Regions from separate parts of the Zea mays genome. Here region 2 is linked to region 1. A link is a contact called in public Hi-C data. All regions are on one chromosome and are shown on one strand. Each heading gives the region's core, a stretch centred on a gene start, on an enhancer-like site or on the middle of the called end of the contact. The rest is flanking DNA. Distances are from core to core; before and after follow the strand shown. Region 1 holds the start of LOC100279806. Region 2 holds the start of LOC103626029.

Region 1 (4,610 bases), core at 1,705-4,204:
ACAGCTCTGTATACTTCACCTAATAACCGAACATTCTAAAAGAATGAACGTGTTGTGGCTCCTTGATGAGTCCATCATGTTTACCTTTTAGATTCCCTTAGGTTGAAGGCTAAACCTTGGAGACAGAAGGTATTCGCCTGAACTCAAGACAGCAAGGTTCTCTCCGTACTTCTTTACTTCAGCCACCATTTTGTTGTATGAGTATTTGCAAAAAATCATGATTTTGATTTAGCTTCCTGGCTCGTGCCTGCAACATCAACATGATCCTTCACAAATGTTCGAAGGCATCCGTTGATTACCCGAGGGGCACCACCATCACAAAATCGCTTTGCCAGATCTACTGCCTGAAAGGCAAGGGTCGAGAGCCGTTTATTCTACTAGTACTCAAAAATGGAAAGAGTAATAGCTATAACAAAACATGCAGGTGCGAGATTCGTAGAGTCAAAATATGGAGAAACTAATAAATATGGAGAAAATAAGCACCTCATTAATGACAACTTTGTGGGGTGTTCCTTTTGATGCCATCTCAGCCATAGCAATATGTAGAATGCAGAGCTCAAGAATCCTTGCCACAGGTTCATCCTGACCATGAAATTTTCCATGTACCAACAGCAGGTTATGCCATAAAACAGGACGCAAAAAACTAAATATTAAAATATATACAAACACATATTAGGACAACAGTTAAAAAACCGGTAGATTATAAACTGAAAGCAAAGTATATTGTGTTTCATATATTTTTTTTACTATAAAAACATCTGAGCTCTGGTAGTAGAAACAAATATAGAAACAAAGTGATTCAGATTAAGGAAGGTACATTCTTCAGATTATGTATCACTTCCTCATCCTTGGGGTGGCAAACAGAAATAACTAATTAACTATGCTAGAAAATTAATTCGTAATAAGGTAAGGCATTAGTCTAAAATAATTAAATAACAATGTGAGATCTCAATATTTCACTGCATGCTGAAACACAAGGCAGAAAATCATCCTTGATGGTCATACACTTCTGTTATGCATCATAGTGCTTGTTCACTATTTCAGTGCAATGAAAAACAGTGGTGTAATATACAGAATAAGGATATGTTCAAACCAAACTGTAAACAGCTTCTGGTATGCATCAGAGTGATTGTTCACTAGTACAGTGTAGTGTGAAAAACAGTGGTGTAATATACAGAATAAGTACATGTTTGAACCAGACTGCTGAACATATAAATAGTTTGATGCTGTGATGCATGTAGAAGGGATTGATGAATCAACATAGAAGATTAGGAAAAGGTATCTAACCTTCCAAGCCTGGGGAATTATTTTGTCGATGATAACCACATGCTTATCCCATCCACTGGCAACAGCCACTAAAAGTTCCCTGGACAACCTATACTTGAAAAACATCTAATCAGAAATGTAAGAGCAGCAGGACTAAATATTAAACAGAAAATTAAATTCTATCATATATCAGAACAGTGTGTCAATACCTAATGCCTTTAGTGGAATGGGGCAAGAAGGAAGGTATACCGTAATACATAGTTGTTGTAAACAAGTTTTGGAGGAGCTGAAAGTACATCTGCTTCTGAATATGGAAGGGAAACATGTCAAATTCTTTGCAGAAGAATAATCAAACATTGTTGGAACATATTTACACAAAAAGATGTGTGCGTTACTCAGTTGATTTCACAACAGACTTAAGATGTTGAATTTTTCAGGCTCAACTCATTATACCACTATTCTTAAAAGTGACAATTGACGACCTAGCCTGACTAGGTGGTACCTAGGCATTGGCCACTATACCTAATTAAGCGTTGAACTTGTGCGCTTTGAAAAGCTTCTGGATATATAGAGTTCCATCTTAAAATCCTGGGAGAGAAAAATGGAGATATGTCCAAATTTACAAACAGCAATTTATGATTTCAGCTGTAACCGCGTTAACATATAGGAGTACTTCGTAGAATAATACTTTCTCCATTCTTTTTTTTATTTCTCGTGTTTTACTTCAAAAATGATCTAGCCGTCGACAAATATTCGATAATGGAGGTAGTACAATCTTGAACCAGAAGTTGCGTGGAATGTTACCGTTGGCTGAATCCTTATCGTTCTGACTGGCCAGCTTCTCAGCCTCCTGCTCCGTTCCAACCTCGAGCGGTCCCCCGCCAAAGCTCATATGGTTGTAATTCAATAGGCATGCCTTGTTGAAAACAAACCCGGGTTCTGAGCAAGCGTGTTGAAACCGAAATAAGAGGACAAACAGCAAGTAAAATGTATCCGTGGAACGCCAGGAACCCATGAGTTTTCACTGATGCAAGGAGGTATTCAACCAAGCAAATCGACGAGCTGATCCTTGAAACAAATGCACGAAGAAGAGGCGCTGGGGGGAAGAATCCTGACCTCGCCTTGCGCTGATCCTGCGATCGAAGAGCCGGACAACATCGGTTCCCTCCAGACACGCGGCGTAGGAAATCATCCTGCGACACGAGACGCGGAAGCAGCGGTTTCACCTCCAGCAGCAAAGAACCACAGCCGAAGCCCAACTCCAACGCAGCACAGAAGAAGATAAACCGAAGTACGTAGGAGCTGAAGCTGGGGAAACGCCGGGACTCACAGCGCGAGTTCCCGTGCGGCGCGGGGGCTGCAGAAGCGGCCGGAGCGGTCGACCTTGGCGTGCGCGGGGTTGTGCGTGCCGGAGTCCTCCGGCGGTGGCGGGCTGGAGACCACCAGCGGCGCGCGGGAGGAGGCGACGGCGCGGGGCGGGGGCGGCGCCGCGAGCACCCGGGCGCGCCGCGAGGCCAGGCCCGCGAGGGGAAGGCTGGGTCTAGCCCCCGCGGAGGGAGACGAGGACGGGGAGAAGGCGCGGGCGGATGGTGCCGCTTCCATTTCGTCCGGCGCGTGCCCGCCGCCAATCCGAAGTGATTGAGCTTGAGCTCGAAATGGAGAGGACAAGGAACGAGATGTGGGGAGGTGTTAACGAGGGGATAAGGTGCTGTTGGGTCGCTTTGCTTGCGGGAACACAGTTCGGCCGAGATCCGCCATCTTGCCTCTTGCGCCGTCATTCGTCATCGGCTACCACGGACCGGACGGCTTCTTGCCTTGGGCCGAAAATAAAGGAACTGCAGGCGTTGGCTAACTGACCAGTGACCGGAGTATAACCGACGGCGACGGCGACGGCGAGTCACTCTCCGGATTGGCGGACTTTTCTGTCCCCGGCCCTGCCCCAAAACTGGCTGGCGTGCTGCGTGCATTGGTGCATCGCTAGCAGGGCCATCGCCCATCGGCGCTGGGAGTCTGGAGCGAGACCAGATGACGTCGACGGGGAAGAAGGCCGGGCAGAACGATCGACGATGGACACGCACCAATGCACGGAACAGAGATGCTGGAGGCCGGTGGTCAGTCTTCGGTGCATCACTTGTGCACTTCCGCTCGCCGGCGTGCGTCCGTCGACGCCTTTGCCGGATCCGGCCGGCCGTCACGGTCATGCATGCACCATGGCCGAGCGTCTAATCTAGTAGAGCAGTAAATTGTTTTAGCATAGGTTTCATTTGGAGGAGATCAAATAACTAGAATAGCAAAATCACGCAAAATGCTCCGGTTTATCTATAGTATTTATGCCAATTTATAGAAATGAAGGTGGTTCCAAACATACTAGTTTATGATTTAGTTTATATAAATTAGATTTTCAGTTTCTTAAAAAACAAGAAGCTGGTCTCTCTTAGCTAAAAGATAATGGATCTATTTAAAAACATCTAGTTTTTAAGAAATTGGTTTATAAAAATTGAGTTGGTTCCAAACATACCAATTTATACCTCAGTTTATAGAAATTAGATTCTCAGTTTCTTAAAAACCAGAAATTCGGTTCTTCCTAGCTAAAAAATAAAAATTGATTTCTTAAAAGCTCGGCAAATGTTGACACTTATCCTTACTTAAGAATCCAAACTATAATTTTTACCTTCTGTACAAGCTTATGATATTATGTATGAGTATTTATGATATTATGTATGAGTATGTAGCAGAGGTTTCATGTCTATGATAGCTGATGATGTAATTCTTATTTTACTTGGTTTAAGGGTCAATTTAGGTTAGCTTCTTGGAAAAGCTCTGAAGAATTATGTACGCTGTTGGGGTGAAGGCGAACGCGCTACCCTTCACTCGAAGTCTTCGTCGCCTCCTTTCATCGACGATGTCTACATCCACAGCACGCCCGAACAAGCCGCGAGCGCCGCCTAAATGAGGACCGGCTCGGCCCCCCTTCGCTCTCTCCGTTGCAAGCCGAAGGCTCCGTCGAAGTCTACGGGGCCCACGTCCTCACCGCGTCGAGAGGCCCAAGTAGGATTAGGCCCGCTACGACAGGCCCCGCGCGGGTAAACTTGTTACGTGCCACGTCTGTAATAGCTTTTTCTGTAATGACAGACTGTAATTCCTCTTGTGGGAATATTCTGGGGATAGACCGGGTACTCGAGGACATAAACGTCTTTGACAAAGGACGGGTGGCCACTCGAGTGCCTATAAATACTCCCGTACAGTGCCCTTGCGTGGCCAGATTAACAGAGCTTTTGCCATCTCACGTTAAACTTTGCTCGGTCTCTTTCCACTTCCCCGTTGGATCTACTTGCCTAGGAGAG
Region 2 (4,627 bases), core at 2,080-4,579, 230 kb after region 1:
TTGGGACGCCGCAACGTGGAAGTAGACAAGTGTTACTTGGCCAAACCACGAGATAAAATCGCGTGTCTCTTGTGATTGTTTTCTCTGTGATTATTTTGTCCACAAGAACTCGCTTCAAAACTACTTAGTCGCACTAACATATCTATAACTAAGTTTTGTGGCTATTTAGTGTTTAATTTTACAGGATCACCTATTCACCCCCTCTAGGTGCTCTCACTTAGCGAACTCTTTGACCGGCAGATCCCAGGGACACGGGTCATTTCCCCGACATTACTTGTTTCATATTTATTTTTATATTTTCTCTTCTGATTCAGATCAGATACGAACATTAGTAAGTTGTTTTGGATAAGATTTGAATGAATATCGACATCGTAAATATTCAACTTTGAGAATACGAATATGGATAAAGTTTAGATACGGATCAGATACTAAGTATCTGGACTCAGATACAAATTAGATCCCAATCCTTTTTAGAATGATTAAATTCGAATAGGGACGGATAATTTACACCACTGTATTTAATACATATACATATATATATATTATGTTTGACGACAGGGATGGTAATTTAATCCGCAAACTCGAAACCTGGTGGGTTTCCAACCTCATGGGTGTGGGTATGGATGGAGATTTTTGACCCGTGGGTGCAACCCACACCCAACTCGAAGTTTCGTGGGTGTGGGTTTCTATTTCAACTCGCGGGTGTCTCGCACCCGACCTGAAACCTAGTTTATTCTTTATTTTATGCAAAAATAATTAAGATACAATAGTAATTATTTTGAATAAGTAAGTTGGATAATGTTTCATAGAATGTTTTGTTGTTGCTGAATGTGAGAGGGCTTAAAATACGTAGATATAACTAAATTAGTGTTGGTACTTGATTGCTTGTAAATGAATTATTGTTTAAAATGTGTATTGGGTAAAAACCCGCGGATGTCCCAAAACTCGACGGGTTTAGGTATGGGTTTGAAATTGCATCTGTGGGTGCGATCGTGGATAAATTTAGATAGACTTCATGGGTGCATTCACGAATGAGTTTTTGCTCCATCCGACCCATTGCTATCCCTAGACGACACCACCACGTCAGTCGTTGTGGTTGACCGCGCCATGACGGTAGGGATGGCAACGGATACATACCCATCGGATAGTACCATTCTATACTCGTACCCATAAAGATTGTACTCGTCAGTTTACCCATATATGCTCGCGGGTATAAAATCTTACCCATACCCGTATTCGCGCGGGTAATTTTACCCAACGAGTAATCCGTACCGCTAGGAAAGTCTTAAATTCTAATATACTAATCACTCAAAATATTAAATAAACATACAAAACAAGTTTAACTTCACATATAACAAATCAAATGATTACATAACTTGGTAGCTAGACAAATGATAGTTAGAGAAGGGTTTTTATTTTAGCTAAGATAGGCTCTATTAGATGGTTATAATGCTATTGATGCGGGTATATTTATTGATGCGATAGGGGTAGTACTAACCCGTATCCATCTACCCAACGCGTAGAGGTTGTTGCATATTAATATATCCGTGGGTAAAGAAATTATCCTATATCTATCTTCATATCGGTTAAAACCCGTGGAGTATTCGGGTTCCGGATACTCGTTGCCATCTCTACATTACGGTGGCCACTGGCCGACCCAGCTGAATCCGCGAGTTGGTCAACTAGGCCCTCTTTTTAGCCCATGCCGGCATCTGATTATGGCCCATGAGGTCATGATTACGAGGCTTCCATCTTAGAACTGGGCAGGACCATGAGCTTCCACGACGGCCCGGACCCAGGAGGCCCAGATCCTGGTATGCGCTTACCTGCCCCTCCTCTCTCTGTCTCTCTCGTGGTTCTACTGAACGAGCACTCGCCTGCGCTCTTCTCTCTCTCGTGGCGACGACTGGGTGACTGCCGGCGCCCCAGGCCTGAGGCTCCATCTTCGGGCCCTTCACTGGCTACGAGCACCACCTGGTACGCATACCCCTCCTCTTCCGTTCCTCCTGTACGAGCACCCTAACCCTAGTTTAAGATACTTGTAATCGGATCTGATCCAATTTCAGGTGTACTGGGTCCGATCCATCTGAGTCTGATCTTTTGTTTCTCGGGTTCCTGGCAGAGGATTATGGATTGGCTGGGGCAGAAGCGCGCGGAGATGCTGATGCAGGTGCTGCTGGTGGCGTCTGCTGTGGCGGCGTTCCTGGTGGGCTACGTGCGCGCGGACTTCCAGCTCATGCTGCTCGTCTACGCCGGCGGCGTCGTGCTCACAGCGCTCGTCACCGTCCCCAACTGGCCCTTCTTCAACCGTAACCCGCTTAAGTGGCTCGACGCTGCCGAGGCCGAGCGCCACCCGCGCCCCCAGGTCAGCGCCGGTGCGGCAGCAGGGGGAAAGAAGAAGTCCGGGAAGAACAAGTAATCGATCTTTCGGAGCGATATGTGTTCTTTGTCGATTTGACTCAAACCTATTTAAAGTTTTATTTCGCAGAACTAATCAATGATAAAAGAGCTAGAGGTGTTCGACAGTTTTGGTTGGTACTTAAAAATATGCAGTTGTAGCTGAAATTTAGCTTGCAATCTTGCACGCTACTTATCAGTTATATCTGCAATGATGATCTAACTAAAAGGATGGCGATATGCCTGGTTACACTCTTAGATTGACTTCGTCTGTAGCTTTATTAGCATTTTGTGGATGGGTTTTTGCTGTCTTCTTATGCATATCTGAAGATGTAGTGAGTTTTTTTTAGCAGAGATTGCATAGTTTCAGTTTGGTCCCTTGATTACGTTGCCTCCTTGACCATTTTTAGGTGGAGTGTTCATATCAGTGTCAGCCCTTTGTTGGAATTTAACTATTAAATTCATTCGTAATTCTCTTGTAGTGTTATAATCAAATGTGTAGGTTGCATGTAACCATAGGTATCCTACCAAATTTTGTGTTTGTGGACGGATGTTCTGCGGGGTTTTTTTTTGTGTGTCGATGCTATTTGGCATTGCTTATATCGGTTTCTTGTGTTGATGAACGCCGATGATTGTTTCCACTTAGTTGTCTGATTTACAATAGTTAACACGACACGACATCCATTCTACACATTATTACCTTAAACGTAGGAATCTGATGTAAACAAAAAAAAAAATTGCAGTAGCCTGTTGGATGGTATCAGCACCGGGCTTAAATACACAGTGAAATAGTCACCCAGTTGCCAGAAAACAAACTTACAAGCAATCAGGCAATATGTATATGCGCATACTAAAATAAGGAGCCGCTTTTAATCAATTACTGAATTTTGTTTTTACTTCTAGAGTTGCTTTGAAATTGAGTATTTTGATTGTTTTTTCACACTCTGTTTGGGATCGAGTGAGTGTCCTGCGGCGGTAATTTGTATCTTCTAGTGTGACTGTGTCTTATAGTATATGCATCATCAGTTTGCATAGAAATAGAATGGTATTTTTTATGAGGTACTCTGTATGTAAGAAATCGAGTGTCCAGCAATAAAAATGGTCTGGTACATTAGCACACTTCAAAGGTTGAGTAAGGAGATTGCACTTTTAGGTTAACCGTGCAAATGATATGGACCGAGCTCTAGAATGTAACTCAGATTCCAGAAAGAACAGCAAAGCACACATTATTGGTCACCGCCCACCAGTGGTGAGTATTGAAGGTTTGCATCTATTTCTAAGTAAATTGAATATGTATGAAACAACAACTGTCAACTGTAGTGCCTGGCACTTACACTTTATTAGTACTGTATAAAGTTTAGCACAATTACACGAAAAATGGGCATGGTATGGAATGGGGAGCTTGAGCATCGTGTGTTCAGTACACAGCGCTAAGTCAATTAAGCTGATTTGTCAGGGAAAGGAAAACAGGATCCCCTAAATTTTTAGGGTAGGGATTAGGGAAACTGTGACATGACGGATTCAGTTCATTGACCTAGTGGTAAGCTGAACCGGAGACCCCAAAAAAGAAAATGATTTGCCTGCTCTTCGTCGTCGACATGTCGATGCTGACGGTGAGGATCCCGTCGATCATCTATCGCCGTGGCGCGTGGTTTCTTCGTAGTCTAGTCCCTGGTAGTGGTAGTACACTGACGGAGACGACGCTAACGACCCCGACGACGGAGCTGTGCATCTCGCCAGTCGCAGATCCCAGCTCCGCAGCCTGCACCGTATTTATGACTTGTTCTGTTATTTCAATTATATGTGGATCGAAATATGTTGAAATAGATTGAAATGAATTCTGACTTGTTATGGATTTAAACCGACTCAATAACACCTAATCCGCATGGATTGACGGTGAAATGAACAAGCCCTTACAGCTTTTCGTTAATATTATTATTATACATGCACCAGCTGTCTGTCTGATCTGAGATAAGTAATTCAAGCACACCACCGTGAAAATGGAACTGAAGCAAGACATCGACAACTAGCTGAAGCAAAGCATGGAGTTGCCTAGCAACAACACTTACCATATAACCTGTCTGGGAGGCAACACCAAATCCGCTGCTGGATTACCCTCCCTCATCTCTCTGTCGTAACTCATATCCGTCCGTCCGTCCTTCCTACTAAAACTGAAACCTTTCTGAAAAGCACGCGCAAGTTACTTCCGTTCCGGCACAGGCGCCCCCCC

The links. A called contact is a pair of places that touch in the nucleus more often than the background predicts.
Region 2: a contact with region 1 is called in a Hi-C map of leaf, with 5 times the contacts expected there. The contact joins the promoter of LOC103626029 here to the promoter of LOC100279806 in region 1. A contact is called at or near these places in 8 of 25 Hi-C or Micro-C datasets (bundle sheath, ear, endosperm and 2 more).

Annotation. Positions count from the first base shown.
Region 1 is chr5:16,036,458-16,041,067 of Zm-B73-REFERENCE-NAM-5.0, forward strand. LOC100279806 reads right to left here and starts at 2,955. Exons shown (of 7, transcript NM_001384183.1): 1 at 2,597-2,955; 2 at 2,383-2,459; 3 at 2,071-2,205; 4 at 1,516-1,570; 5 at 1,288-1,375; 6 at 484-582; 7 at 1-344. The coding sequence starts at 2,868. The coding sequence ends at 216.
Region 2 is chr5:16,262,902-16,267,528 of Zm-B73-REFERENCE-NAM-5.0, forward strand. LOC103626029 reads left to right here and starts at 3,330. Exons shown (of 2, transcript XM_008646414.4): 1 at 3,330-4,627. LOC100285983 reads left to right here and starts at 1,750. Exons shown (of 2, transcript NM_001413950.1): 1 at 1,750-1,977; 2 at 2,067-3,005. The coding sequence starts at 2,129. The coding sequence ends at 2,419.